Linked DNA regions of Sus scrofa: region 2 is linked to region 1. Evidence: chromatin contacts called from public HiChIP or PLAC-seq data. All regions are on one chromosome and are shown on one strand. The core of a region is the stretch at or near the end of the contact, and the rest is flanking DNA. Distances in the headings are between cores, read along the strand shown. Region 1 overlaps ITPR1 (inositol 1,4,5-trisphosphate receptor type 1). Region 2 has its middle 45 kb from the start of BHLHE40.

Region 1 (4,777 bases), core at 1,825-4,324:
ACTGGCCTTGGAACTTCCCTATGCTTCAGGAGCAGCCATTAAAAAAGTTTTTTTAATAATAAGGTAACCACCATTTCAGATCACTCTTGAAAATAATAAGCTGTCCCTTTATTAGCAGCCACCCTCCATGACCAGCCAGGACCTGGCCAAGGAACAGAGCGTGATTCATGTGATTTATGACAAGCCTGCCCAGCTTCTGAAACCAAAGGTGGCCCCAAGTTAGGGACCAGCAGACAACAGGCAGCTACTCTAGCTAACAGGCCCGAGTGTGCAGAAGGGGTGGGGGCAGGGGCACTCCATTCTTTGGCAAGAGTTCACAGCCCCAGTCACACTGTACAGGTTGGGGTCTGGGGAGAAGAGTGGGAGACCCGGCCCTCGCCATGTGCTGGACACACCCTGAGGGTGGTAAGCAAAGCACCTGACCAAAAAGCCAGCTTCCTCGGAGTTCAGAGACTTGGGGGAGGGGAGGGCAAAGCTAGGCTTCTGAGCCTGAAACAGGGAGCCAGCCAGTCTGCTCCTGCAGGGACGCGAGTCCATATTCTGACAGAAGGAGCCCTTCACAGGCGTCTGGGCCAAAGGAAGGGGCAGTGGCAGGCAGCAGAGGTGTAGGTGTTCCAGGACGAGGCCTCACATGGGCATGAGTAGTCTGTGAGGAGCCTTGCCCAGGGCTCCTGGAACAGCTTCGAGACTTTGATCCTTCCCCAAAGAAAGCACTTTCCCCCTTGCAGGGGTTCACCTTCTCTAAACTCTCATGTTGGGCCTTTGGAAGATCCAGAGGAAGAGTTTTTCTGTGTGACCACCTCTTAAACATGTCCCTGACCGACAGAGCCCAGAACAGTCACTCCTAGGGGTTTGCTTATCTGCTGAAGAATGAATTATGTTCTCAGGCTACACTCAAGAATGGTGAAAATGTAACTAATGAACAGTGACAAATGCTTGCACTTCCAGGAGCTGATGGAAATTCTTCCCTGGAGTCTGATTTCCCTCTTTCCATCTGCCTCTGGCACACAGGGTCCTCAGCCTCGGCCCTGGAGGCTCTGGGACTTGAAAGAACGTCTGCAAAGAGACCAACCCATCCCTGTCTGACTGGAACAAATGCTGCGTGGGTGACAGAGTGACGGCAATGGCTACCCAGACCAGGGGTGGGCTTTCTACCTTGGGTGTGCTATTCCTATACTTGTGACTGAGAGTTATTCACTCCTGGAGGCCCCTGATCTGTCAGTTCTACTATAGTGAATGGTAACTGAACGCTTCCAATTCACCAGGCACCACCTAACTGCTTTGTACGCAGTATCTCACTAAACCCTTGTAACTACCCCCTGAGGGAGAGGCTATTACTAGCCTCAATTTACAGATGAGGAAACTGAGGCTCAAAGAGGTTAATCGACTTGCCAAGTCATGCACTAGGAAGTGGTGGGGGTGCCCAAGACTCCAGCCCTGCTAGTCTGATGCCTCAGCCTGTGCCTCTGCACCACCTGCTTTGCTCAACACCTCTCACCTGAGCAAGTGTGTCAAGCTCCAAACACCTTTTGGCTTTTTATAACCCACTCCCTGCAACCACCAGCCCACGGCTCTCAAGCTGTACAAACACAGACTCTTCTCCCAGTAAAGCAGAGCCGTGGTAGAAACATATATGAACACCCCAACTTTCCTGTGAGGTCTAAAGCACTTGTTAACATGGACCCGTCTGCTAACTGAGGCTGTGCCATGGATGGGGCTTACAGACTGCAACCAAATATCTGTGACACAATGACCATTGTGGGTCTTGAGTCTTTTGACGGCAATCAAAACCCAAAGATCACGAACCATGAACAAGGTAATAAAACACATTATGGTTTAGGCACAGGAGCCTGAAGAATTCAAAGTCTGGAAACCTAAATTTTAGCCATTGCTCCTCGCTGACCAGCCACAGGAGCTTAGGCAATCTGCTTCACTGCATTTGCATGCTGTGCTCCTTATCTGAAAAAAAAAAACTCTGATCACCTGCCTTGTCTGCATCACCTGGATGGGGCCATCAAGGTTGTAGTTATGAAACACTACGTGAAAAACACTGTTACTACGGGAAAATATTCAAATGCAAGGTGTGCAAGTTATCAATACCCTTTTCAACGGAACGGCCTTAGCACATAAGATACTGGGTGTTCTGTGATGACCAAAGTCCAGTGTCCCCAAAACATGCAAAGATAAACAATCCCAGCTGGTACTGGTAGGTCAAGATGGCCTGAAAACTGACAGCAAAAAAACATACTGAAGAGCAATTCTCAGTAACTATCACAATGAAGGAAGCAAAAAAAAAAAATCCAGCTAGTATTTTATTAGGTCTAGAAGCCATTCAGATTCCATTAGGCAGAGAAAGAAACATTTTTGCTCCCATTTCTCAAAGTTTAATATAGCCAAAGTCAGAAGAGAATTTCAGTGTCAAACCCTCCTGCTGGACAGTCCCAGGTCTTTCAAATGAACCATTTTCCCCCCCAACATTTTTTCCCATTCTCTCTCTCTTTTTTTTTTAAGGGCCACACTTGGCGGTATATCAAAGTTCCGAGGCTAGGGGTCAAATCAGAGCTGCAGATGCTGGCCTACATCACAGCCACAGCCACTAGGGATCCGAGCCATGTCTGCAACCTACACCATAGCTTATGGCAATGCCAGATCCTTAACCCACTGAGTGAGGCCAGGGATGGAACCCACATTCTCATGGATACTAGTTGGGTTCATTACTGCTGAGCCATGACGGGAACACCCTTGCCCATTCCTGACTTAAGGAAAAGTATGATATTTGAAAAGAATCTGATAATTTATTAAGTGGGCATTAAGAAACCAATACTCCCCTGGTATAAATTATCTTTCACTCAAAGAAGGACATTTTTTAGCAAGATCTGATGGGTTTCCACCAGTAAACCTTTGGAAGTCTCAGTTTGCCAACATCTCCAAGGATGGTGCCAGCTTTAAAGAGTCCAGAGATAATACAAACATTAAAACAGAAAAGAAGGAAGTGATGAGGTGAACCAAGCATGGGTCGGAAAGGCATCCACATTTCAACTTCAGTTTTCTGAAAAGAGATCCTCCCTTGGCCAAACTGCAGAGCCATCTCATGATTACTCAGAGATAAACAACGTGTTTCAAATACTCTGCCCTGCTAGGGCTGGAGGACAAGGAGAACCTCCCTCAAGTTAATCTGGTCACTGGGCTCCAGGTAACGGTCTGAAGCTCCAAGGTCAAGACCAAAGCAGTGGATTTTTTAATTTTATTTTTCCCATTGTGCCTTTGGCCTACAGAAGTTCCCAGGCCAAGGACTGAACCTGAGTCACAGCAATGACTATGTTGAATCCTTGACCACTAGGCCACTAGGGAACTCCAGAAGCAGTGGATCTTCAGGATGCTTTCAAGGTGAATGAATTCTGTCATTAGAAATCAGCAAAGTGCAACCTGTGCCATGAGAACCACTTTTCTTCTGATACCTGAGAGCTCAACACTTCTCCTTTCCTGTCTCCCAGGGCCCGCGGGAAGCAGCACTTGCCAGGAAAGTCTGTCCTATGTGGTAGGCAGTTTGGTCCCTCACCTCCCCCACGTGGATCAGAACACTAACAGCTTCGCACATACTGAACAATGACATCTCAACCAACAAACTGCACTTCCTAAAAAAAAAAAAAAAAAATGTTCAAGGTGCTATCTTACAAAGTGTCTCTATGGGTAGGTAAACTGTCATCACTAACATGCCCATCCCCAGCAATGCCTAACAGCAAAATCACACAGCTTTCAGAGAGGCAGGTCACCCTTCATTCTAGAAGACCCAGGAACAAGAAGGTAAAGGGTCTGTCTGTTTCCTCTGGGTCCATTCTCAAACTCCTGTACAGAGGCCGAAAGCCAGCATCTTTTGTCAGGTGTACTGACACAGCCATCTGTCTCACCCAGCCAAAGAGGGGCAGTGGAAAGAGCCTCCAGAGAAAAATGATGACCATTGGAATGGAAAACAGAACCCAAGCCCACATTTGCCTGAAGTGGCTGACGACAGACGATAGAAGCAGAGACCTCCTTGGGAATCTTTTTCCAAGCAAGAAGGCCTTCTGGTTACTCTCAAGTCAACAGGAGGCTTATCACAAAGAGGTAGTGTGCAGCAAAGGAGGCTTAGGTTCAACCTTAGGGAGGTCTTTGGTTAAAACACTAGGGAGATTTAAGAATCTCGGTCCACGGACATCAACTAGAGAAGAAGAAAACCAATCTCAAGGGCATGTCTGGGCTGCTGGAGGTGCACACTGGCCTCCAATGGCACCCTCTAGGATGGATTCTGTGACTCAATGGAAGTACCTTCTGGTGGTTCAGGTTACACTCTGAGGTCCATGAATCTCGCCCACAAATGCACCCTGGGACCTGTGACAGACGGACAGAGGCCTTCTCAGTGAGCCTCCAACCTGAATCATGAGACTGGAAAAGAATGATGCTAGAGGTGCTGGGAAAACTCCATCTCCAAGAAAGGCAGCCCAGACATCAATTAGGGGGACTCAGGGAGCCCCTTGCTGGGAGCCAGCAGTGACTGGCAGGTGCGCCCCCTCCCCCCGCTTCATTGGGGCTCAGGCTGTGTTACTAAAAAAGGACTGCACCAGAGTTGGAAGGTAACACCTTTGCTCTTCGGTCTTATTTCCATTCTGGATACCTGGATAACCGACTTCCTGCCCTAAAAGCCTGCACTGACCGACTTCCTGCACTCAAAGCCTGACTTTCCCAGGGCATCCAACCCTGAGCTTTATGTCAACAACAAGAATGCTTTGTACAGCCATTC
Region 2 (4,496 bases), core at 1,497-3,996, 260 kb before region 1:
TGGAGCTCAGCACCCCCATAGAAAGGCCCACCTAACCCTGCTCCTGCCTCCTTTATCTCCCAGCTGGGAAGATTTGCTTTGTTTGCCCAGCACAGAAATGCGTTCCATTGTGAACTTCACTTTATTTTTTTCCTGACTTAAAAAAAAAAACCCAAAAAATATACATTTCACATAGAACCCTGGTGTCTAGGCTCTTTCTTAAAAAATGGGAAGGTTGGACAACACAGGCTCCTGGGTGGAACACGACAGCAAGAAACCAAAGCAGAGTCATGGCTGCCCCTGTAGCCAGGCCACATGGTTACTCTGCGCCAGAATCCACCAGGCTCCTGGGTTTGCGTGACTCCTCTGGCCTCTGGAAGTAACTGAGTTTGTAATCCCTGCTCTCGTGGTGTAACCCAACTGGTAGAGGTTTTACGTCAGTCTACTTTCTTCCCTTCTGTAAGTGGAAAGACCTAGTTATAATAGAGATTAATTTTTCCACTGAGGTAAATTGTACTACCACCCCAAATTAGATTGCAGAAGCACTTACATGCAGTTTGGTTTTAAACAAATTTTCCACCCCAATGCAAAAATGCTATTTGGCATATTTAGAATCTTTCCCCTTCTCACAGTAAAGGTTTTTTTTTTTTTTTTTTTTTTTTTTTTTCATGACAACTGAAATTCCCATTATTCAACTATCTACTAAGTGCTTTGAGAGTTGGAGATGATTCTAGCTGATGAAGCATAATTTCTGTTTTATGGGTAGCTTTCAGCAATGTAGGCCCTGGTGTAATCTGATTTAATGCTCATTAATTGAATTGCTCTACAGTTTACTGTTTGAAGCTCAATGCATATTTTCAAAGGCAGCTCCATTTCCTCTTAAGCCCTGACACCATTTTTCTATCCCTCCCAATCTGTAAGTTAAATGACTCACAATTTCTTCCAAGGGTCCTTAGCCCTGAGCAAACAGGAGGGGATCCTACTTGTAAACTTTCTCTCCCACTGCTGACATGGAATGGCCACCTGATTTGTTTTTACAGGATAAGTCCCCAGCAAGCACCATCTAAAAAGACAGAGCAAACCCTAAAAAAGTGCTTCTCGAAGTGTGGTCCCTGGACCAGCAGTGTCAGTAGCACTTTTGATTAGAAATGCATACTCTGGGCCCCACCCCAGACTTGCAGAATCCAAACCTGCATTTGAATGAGATCTCCAGTTGATTGATCAATAATGAAAACAAGGCAATTGCTTTAGTGAAAAGGACCGTGAAGTATATAAAAGAGAATGACGTAACAGTGACTGGGAAGAGGCTACTTCCCAGAGCAGCTATTCTCAGACTTTTTGGTCGCAGGCTCAAATTGCACTCTTAAAGACTGGTGAGGATCCTAACCAGCTTTGTTTATGTGGGTTCTATCTATCAGTATTTACCATGTCAGAAATGAAAACTAGTAATATTTACAAACATTGTTAATTCACCTTAAAATAATAAACTTTGGAAATTCCCATTGTGGCTCGGCGGTAACAAACCTGACTAGTACCCATGAGGACTCAGGTTTGATCCCTGGCCTTGTTCAGTGGGTTAAGGATCTGGTGTTGCCGTGAGCTGTGGTGTAGGCCGGCAGCTGCAGCATCAATTAGACCCCTAGCTTGGGAACTTCTGTAGGCTGCAGGAGCAGCCCTAAAAAAAGAAAAAAAAAAAAAAAAAAAAAATTAAAATAAATAAATCTTACCTATATATAAAACATATTTTATTAAAATGGTCATATTTTCTATTTTTTCTTTCCTTATTCTTTTTAAAAAATTTCATTAGCCTTATTTTCTAAAACTAAAAGAATTAATAAGAAGAGTGACATAGGTTCACATGCTTGCAAATCCCTTTAAATGTCTGCCTTAATAGAAGAAGTCTAGATACTCATACCTGCTTCTGCATTCAGTCTTTTGGAGCATGATATGTCATGTGAACTCTGGAAAACTCCACTGCACACATAAGAGAGAAATAGTGAAAAAGGCAAATACCCTCCTAGTTTTGCTATAAAAATAGTTTTGAGTTTGGGTATTCCCCCACCCCACCCCCACACACAGAGGGTGGGTCCTGGACCACACTTGGAACTGGTGATGTGTTGTGATATAGCAATGGAGAAAGGCCTCACAGTGTGGGGGCGTGTAAAGAGCCATCTCCATGATAAAGAGTGGGATGACTTCTCACTTTAAAACAACCCTAGAGGGAGTTCCCCTTATGGCCCAGCAGGTTAGGAACCCGACTTGTATCCAGGAGGTTTTGGGTTTGACCCCTGGCTTCGTGTTGACCCCAGCTATGACGTAGGTCACAGATTTGGCTCAGATCTTGAGTGGTTGTGGCACAGGCTGGCAGCTGCCTAGTCCGGAAACTTCCATATGCCACAGGTACAGCCCTAGAAAGAGGAAAACAAACCAAAAACCCCCCAAAACCTAGAGATCGTTCAATGAGGGTGTCAATTCGACTTTTGGTTCCGACTTGGACCTAAAGGAGCTGCAAAACAAATGACAGGTCCCTTGTCCTCTCTGAGCCTCGGTTTCCTGGTCTGTCTTTTTTTTTAGGAGGGTGAACTCTTAATATTACAGCCCCCACTCCACCACCCACCTCCCTCCCTTTGGGAGGTCCCAGCGGGAACTTTAGAGCAACCTTATCTTCTGCCCAGCAGAGGGCGATGGAGACCAGCTCTGGCTGCACCATCTCCACCCCGGAGGCCCTTTACCGCCTTGCTGTGTAGAGACACAAGGTTCCCTCGTGATCCGGGCGGTTTACTTGGCATCATCTGGCACCAGGTATCTCAGGCAACCTGGGCCCTCTCCGGGGAGCGGTTGAGAGCCGCCAGAGCCCTTCCCATTGATCCAAACGTGGCCAGGTTGGGAGGCTCGGATTTTCCTGAGAAGTCTGGGAAGAGCAGAGGGGGAGAACTGGTTTGGGCATTTCCCCGCCCCCCCCCCCCCCCTCCACTGGGCCTGTCAGTGAGAAAGCACCCAGGAGCTGTTGACTCTGCACAGGGAAAACCAGGCGGGGTGGCCGGAAGGGAACAAGACGGAGCGCAGCGCCAACTCTCCCCCGGGGCTGCCTGCCTGCAGGCACGGGGCTGCGCTTGCATCAGCGCTGCCAAGGCTGGGGCCAGGGCCGCCCGCGACGTCAGCCGCCTTCCCAGAAGAATTCCACCGCCTGCGGCCTGGGGCCGGCCCGCGTGGGGGCGGGGGCTTTTGGTTTCGGAGGATGACACCACTTGCTTGCTGCCTCTCCTCGCCCGCACTCCGTTGTCATGGAGACGACAGCATCCTGGTAGCCTTGGCGAAGCCAACCCGCCCTCGAGAAGTGACCCGGAGCACGGCCCACTCAGGAAACCACTGGCTCTAGGATGCTCGCGCAGGGGGACAGGGCTGCGCCTCCCGGATTTTCCCCTGGGGGCGCCCTGCAGGGCCACCTTCCTTATTCTACAGGATTATCAAGATCTCGAAGCACTCTCACCAAGTGTCTAGAAACATCCCTGGGCGGGGAGGCGCGCGCGGGGCGGGAGGGGGGTGAAATCGGAAGACCAAAAAGGAGCCCTAAAACAACCTGTATGAGGCAGAACTGATTTTTCAGTCCTTTAAGTTTTTGCTTTTTTTTTTTTTTTTTTTTTTCTTTTCTTTCAAGGAGCAGTTTCTAATGATTATCTTCAAAAGATTCTCTGGCTGAAGCTACCCTCAGTGAAGCAGTTTGTTTTAGTTCGCTTTGGCAAGCTAATTGAGCACCTAGACTGTGCCAGGCTAAGGGAGTGGGGGTTGATAATAATAGTGGGGCGTTGAACACGTTCAACCAGACATAGAAGTGAACTCATTTATTCTTTCCCACAACCTTAAGAGGTAGGTCTTGTCCCATTCTAGAGAAGAAAACTCAGAATATCCAGTAAATCTGAGACCGATTAGGGGGTAAAATCAGAACTGAATCCTAAACCAGAGATCTTAACCATTACCAAGCAGCCTCTGGAACCATGAATTAAAATGGTGGGTATGACCTTTAGTCTCTGGAACCAAGACTGCATTTTTTTACTGCGCGGAGACCATGCATTTAATTTTTAATTCTGTGTGAATAATAACTGAGAAGGTCAGGACAAAAATAATCCTAAAAAAGGAATAAGGCTTATATAATAATAACAAATGCAGCTAACACTGAATACCCACTGTACATCAGGCACCCACTAGTCATTACCACTCTTGGTACAACAACTCTCTGAAGTCAGTTCTATTACTTTGGACCCTGCTTTGCAAATGAGGAAACTGAGGCACAAACTGGTGAAGTAATTTGTCCGAGTCCCATAGCTGGTAGATTAATACTTGGTAACTAATAAATTCGTGTGAGGATCCAGAGTGGACATTCAGTACAATTGCACTCAGCTTTGGAGAGAGTGGAGAGAAAGCACTATACACAAACACCTCAAGAAAAGCATATTTATTCAGACCATTTCCATCTAAAATGTATTATAATTTTAAAGCAAGCTAGGGTAGGGTAACTT

The links. HiChIP or PLAC-seq counts read pairs in DNA pulled down with a chosen protein or histone mark.
Region 2: a contact with region 1 is called in an H3K27ac HiChIP or PLAC-seq map of alveolar macrophages. The contact joins two enhancer-like sites. A contact is called at or near these places in 3 of 47 Hi-C or Micro-C datasets (embryonic fibroblasts, fibroblasts and skeletal muscle) and 2 of 2 datasets of contacts at active chromatin or transcription factors (alveolar macrophages and skeletal muscle).

The regions. Positions count from the first base shown.
Region 1 is chr13:61,314,483-61,319,259 of Sscrofa11.1, reverse strand. The region is part of intron 41 of ITPR1 (inositol 1,4,5-trisphosphate receptor type 1); the gene reads right to left. Among named protein-coding and RNA genes, the nearest start is that of BHLHE40, 210 kb to the left of the region's middle. Within about 2 kb of position 3,074, at least 2 of the 83 cell types and tissues checked have an H3K27ac peak or open chromatin away from gene starts, as enhancers often do. A contact at or near this core is called in alveolar macrophages, where this site is marked.
Region 2 is chr13:61,570,706-61,575,201 of Sscrofa11.1, reverse strand. No RefSeq gene overlaps it. Among named protein-coding and RNA genes, the nearest start is that of BHLHE40, 45 kb to the right of the region's middle. Within about 2 kb of position 2,746, at least 66 of the 83 cell types and tissues checked have an H3K27ac peak or open chromatin away from gene starts, as enhancers often do. A contact at or near this core is called in alveolar macrophages, where this site is marked.